Linked DNA regions of Gasterosteus aculeatus: region 2 is linked to region 1. A link is a contact called in public Hi-C data. All regions are on one chromosome and are shown on one strand. The core of a region is the stretch at or near the end of the contact, and the rest is flanking DNA. Distances in the headings are between cores, read along the strand shown.

Region 1 (2,700 bases), core at 195-2,694:
CCGGCGGATTGAGCCGATGTAATGGTCGATGCCCAGCCAAGCCTTCACGGAGGCCTGCAGACAGAGGAGACATCGGAGACACATTTAGGGCGAAGAGTGGAAGCAAACTTGTGAAACCCTTCGTCTCGCCTAGTCCCCTCTGTCCTTCTGCACTGTATCCTACTGTGTCTCAGGATGTCTGCCCTCCTCCCCACTAACCTCCCAGACTGTCTCAAGAGTCTGGTTCAACCGAGGCCAGCAGACACAGCTGGCCTGACAAGGGGGGGGAGGGGGGGGAGTTTCAGCACCGGTCAGCTACACCAAGTCACGACCTCCACAACGTTCCACAACATCATTGCTGCAATCAATTTCTAAGGCTGAAATGTTGGTTTTTCGGATAGAAGTCTGAATTGAAAAGTTCACCTCAGGTCGGGACCAACAAACATTTCTCTAAAAAACGTCACAGCGCGAGAGGCAGGAAAATACTTTTTTATTACAGTGTAGTGTAAAACAATTTGAGCTTCTTCTTCACACAGTAAATCTTATAAAAGAACACAAATAAAAATGACAACCGGTAAGAGTTTATTTAGTCTTCTCGCAATGGGGTTTCTTCACTTCATATTTCGAAAGGAAAGACAAGTAGAACATTCATGTGCAATCTCTCACCCGGACAGCAACAACCCGTATCACTTCCCTTCACCTGCAGTGCCAAGTTCAAAATAGAGCAAAGGTGAGGGGGAGGACGTGGTTGTCCTTGCACCAACCCACAACCCAACGCCATGGTGGCTACATTGCAACAGATTAGTCCGGTTAAATCTGTGAGAAAACGGCATGGCGGTTTCACAATAAAGCTGTTCACAAAGTTTCTACATTTCAGTCTGCTGTTAGAAAACGGCTTCCAATAAAGAGAAGCACTGTAGACACTCTCATCCGTAACAGAACACAGTGTTAATCATGTCATAGCATGATGTAGATTATTCAAAACATGGCTTAGGTGTGTAGGATCAAAGTCCAACCTTTGTGTCACAGTGTTGTGTCCTTCCCACTATTACATCGGGTATTACTTTGGCATGCAGTACCTGCCACCTGCCCCTTTTCATGTGGAAAACAAGTCCCCTGCACATATTAGCCTCTGCTTGTGCACCTGCACCCTTCCACCTGCAGCACATCCTACCACCACGCACACACCCCCAGTGACTAAAACATCTGCCCTCTCACCAGTTGCATCGTGGCTCGGAATCCTGCATCCATCAGCATGAGCTTCCAGGGCTCCTGGATGGCATCGGGCATCGGGACGTACACGTAGTACGCGAGGGCCACCGCCAGTGACAGCGTGACAGCAGCGGGAAGCAGCCTCATCTCGTGCCTCTCCGACTGGCAGGGGGAGCGGACAGCGATCGCACGGGCTCTGCGGGCTGCACCGGGTCTCTCTGGGGTTGTGGGGGGTGAAGTGGGGGAGGGAGGAGGGGCGGGAGGGAGGCAAATGCGTTCAGACTGCTTCCGCTGGAAGTCTTTAAAATAAAACCTTTATTGACATCTACGCTGAGCATGATGGCAGGAGACTAAATCACTCGATACATTTCGACACGTTCGGATTCAATAACGTTACAGTTACAGTTATATTACAGTTATTATATATAACTTTATATATATATATATATATATATATATATATATATATATATATATATATATATATATATATATATATACAATTTGCTAGATTTGCTAAAATTTGCTACATCCTGCCTATTTATGCTATTCACATATATATGTCTATATATATATATGTATATATATATACATATATATATACACATATATATGTGAATAGCATAAATAGTACTACACATATACTACATGTATACATAATATATATACATGTAGTATATGTAGTGCCCCCCTTTGTTAAGCAGTATCTAGCAAATTGTAGGTATTCTATCAGCCTACGATTACAATTAGAAAAACAATTCACACAAAATGTATTTTGAACTTGACTCAGCATGACTGGCACTTTTATTTTGAAGGCTGAGTGGCAGCAGCGAATGGGCTTTTGGGAAATGATTTTTTTGTGCGTGAAGTCCGCAGGGGTGTTGCAAACGTGTGTTACACGCACGTGACCACAGAGAGGCACAATAGAGCTGCAGAGTGCTGCAGGGACGCCACACGTCCGCGTTTGTCTTCACTTCCAGCGTGTAGCTCAAGGTAAATAAAAGGTAACGAAAAAAGCAATTTGGTTAGGTGATTATACATAATTAAAGCATTTAAAAACAACCACTAAACTGTTTTGAAAATGCGTCTTCAATCAATGCCTCACTGTCTTCTTTAAAGTTGAATGCTTGTATAACTAAATCTCATACGTGTAAGAGTAGTACTTTGAAGTGCAGCAAAGATCGGTAAATGCAGAGTTACTTTAATTGCAGTAAAGAGTAGACTTTTAAAGAGTAAACATTTAAAGTAAGTTGCCATCTAAAAACAACATAAATAGAAAACATCCTGTTAATGCTGTAGAGGCCATTACAGGAGCACGACGCAGGGCTCTGTAACTCTGGTTATTGATTCCTTTTATGTGTATTAATCAATACTGAACTGAAGTTTTACTGGAATGGATTAGTGTGCCAAGTTGTTGGATAGAGATCACACTCATGATCGTTGGCTAATGATCAGACTATTGATCCCTGTACTCCTTTTACATTTCTGTCGATCAATGTTTTCTCTTTT
Region 2 (2,809 bases), core at 228-2,727, 44 kb after region 1:
ACGTATATGTGGGCCTTCACGTATGCGCCCGTGCATCCGTGTGCACAGGTGTGTTGATAAGAATCCCATTCGAATGGACGTGTGTTCCGCCAAGTGTGTGCGTTTGTGTGTGTGTGTGTGTGTGTCTGTTAGTTGGCCTGGGGGCATGTTGAGCTATTGCGGGTCACAGCTGAGTTTGGGAATAGCTCTCTGACACCCAATACCAACTCTTGCACTTATGCTAATATTCCTCAGCGCCGACCTTTTACCTCTTGCCTCATTAACCTGCCAATCAAATTACAAACAAGCCAAACTCCCTCACACACACACAAGTGAGACAATGCACTTCAAAACACAACTACTTACACACTGCTCCACGGAGATGTGTAGCTGCGTTTCCCTCGGCATTGTCGTGGCTTTGATGGGAAGCTTTGCAAAGCCCTCTGGGTTGACACTGGCAGTAGCATTGTCATCCGTGTGTGTGTGTTGGTGTGTGTTGGTGCGCGTGTGCTTGCATGCGCACATGTGTTTATTGTTGATTTTGCTGCTGACAGACTAATACAGGGCTCTCTGCACCTGTCAGAGCACACCCATTAATCTCCATGGATACAAAGAAGCCAGCCGATATAAATCAGAGGCAAGGCCCCAACAGCCGAGCCGGCGCGGGGAGACGTGGCAGCGCTGACGCTGAGAGCACAGGCGACTAAATCTGTTCGTGGCACTCGAGGTCAATGACCTTACAGTTGCGGTTGGCGTCTCTTTCTTGTACACTTTTTTTCTATTTTTTGCAAATATGAGAAGAGAAATTTGAGATCACATTCCACTGCAGCCTAATCTGACCTGCATGTTTCTGGTTCTGTGGGGTTATTCCAGTACAGTCGATGGCGACATGATTTAAAGGCGCAGAGCTGTTTTTTTTAATATTACAGCTTGTTGTTGAGGCAGAGATGACTGCTCCTCTTTCTGGATTTCATATTTCATATTTCTTAGCCAACTGAGGAAAGGAAGTGTTGACCTTTTCGACAGAATGTTCTCCTTTTTGGCACAGGGCGGCTTGAAAGGGGATAAAAGGAGCGATAAAGGAAAGCTTGGGGACGAAAAGAAAATAACAGGAAGATGGAAGAAGCAAACAAATGACTGTCTGTGTGAGACGGTGGGAGCGTTTTTTGGTCATCTGAGAAGTTTACTTGGAGCTCATAGGGAGTTTTTGAAGAAGAGGAACTGGCAAAGAAAAGGAACGGAGATGGTGCTTGTGTATAGGGAGGGGGAGGAGGGGGGGGCGGTTATAGTGTACTGCTGTTGACTTTGACTTTGGGTCGGCAGAGGATGACATCATTCCTCGGCTGCTTCCACAGGAAATAAGGTCACAGTGGGAACCTCGGCCAAGGGGGAAAGGTGCTTGTTCCAGCTTAGCTGCAGAATAATACAGATGAATGCATACAGTACATGCACACTCTCACACATGCACACTCTCACACGCACGCACACACACACACACACACAATGCACTGCAAGACAAGGACGTATGTTGCTATGTGTGAAATGACTTTTCCAATACAGATCATACTATCCAAGGTTAGCCTGGACAATGAGACATTCACAACGCAGCCCTTTGATTCTCACACACACACACACACACACACACACACACAGCACTTTTAAGCAAGTGACATGAATCATCACTCCCACAGACTCGGATGGCTTCCAACTGCTGTTCCCAGTGCATCAGGCTTTGCTGGAGAGTGGACACTTGCACAGCTGCTTGTCTGCGCGCGCACACACACACACACACACATGTGCAAGTAAGTTTTGTATCTGAAATGTTTATAGCTCAGTGGGAGGCATTGCTGCCTGAGTCTTTGGGCCTCCCTCCCCGTCACCATGGAACCAACAATAACATGTTAGGCGAGCTGACGGGACTCCCCTTCCCCACACTATCAGTTGTGTAATCTGATTGGCTGTTGAGGAGGCTCCCCCACAGAATCGTGTCTCCGTGGGGGATCAAATGGAGACTGGATATGTTTTCAGTTTATTTCAGAATACTGACGCCGTAGATGCGGGTGTGGCCGTGTGCGCTTGTTTCCATGTGAAACAATACCATAAGTTCCATAACGTTATGACTTTGTAGAAGCTTGTGTGTGAGCTGCCCCGACACACACATCTCGCTAATTAAACTCTCCCTTAGACCTCACCCTTCACCCGGCTCCACCCAAACTGGGCCAGCCGTTTTTCTCCACAAAATGACTCTCAACAGTTGATCTGGTTAAGCACGTCGGGATTTGTTTAGCCCCCGTGTCCTGAATTTGAATGAAACAGAAGTTGTCTGGAACAAGTACAACCGAGTTATTGCCCCTCGTGGCGGCGTGTCACTAATGACGTGTTAAAGTTGTTTGTGTAAGAATGATGTCTGAGACTGTGGCTCCTTCTATTAGCTCAATGGGTTTCATTGTTGGAAGTGGAACCTCTCACTCCGTCAGCCAGGGCGATTTCAGGAACGTTGGCCTTGAGAATGAGATCAAGGAGCTGAGGACGAGGCAGCAGAACCAGATCCGGGCTCACCTGTGAGTGTGGGGACATATTGGACATGGCAACGAGCAGAGAGCTGCTACCCTCTAGTGGTGCACATCTGTGGCATGCGGCACTGTGTCTGTAGGACTTGAAGAGGCTCTGTAGCTCCACTTACAGGAGAATCTGTGGTATGACAGCGGTGCGTCAGGGTCTAAATCAGAATCTGTTTGACTTTCACATGTTACTTCATTTGTATTTGTAATGATTTTAACTTCAGTTAAGTAGAGGGACGAGAAAACTGTCCTGGGTTGAAACCATTGCA

What was found. A called contact is a pair of places that touch in the nucleus more often than the background predicts.
Region 2: a Hi-C map of liver shows a contact between it and region 1, with 4 times the contacts expected there. The contact joins the enhancer-like site here to the promoter of nceh1a in region 1. A contact is called at or near these places in 6 of 6 Hi-C or Micro-C datasets (blood and trunk muscle, liver, skeletal muscle and 2 more).

The regions. Positions count from the first base shown.
Region 1 is chr15:11,175,265-11,177,964 of fGasAcu3.hap1.1, forward strand. nceh1a (neutral cholesterol ester hydrolase 1a) reads right to left here and starts at 1,445. Exons shown (of 5, transcript XM_040200047.2): 1 at 1,198-1,445; 2 at 1-54. The coding sequence starts at 1,338.
Region 2 is chr15:11,218,819-11,221,627 of fGasAcu3.hap1.1, forward strand. All of the region lies in intron 2 of ppp2r3a (protein phosphatase 2, regulatory subunit B'', alpha), which reads left to right. Among protein-coding and RNA genes, the nearest start is that of fndc3ba, 22 kb to the right of the region's middle. Within about 2 kb of position 1,478, at least 5 of the 9 cell types and tissues checked have open chromatin away from gene starts, as enhancers often do. A contact at or near this core is called in liver, where this site is marked.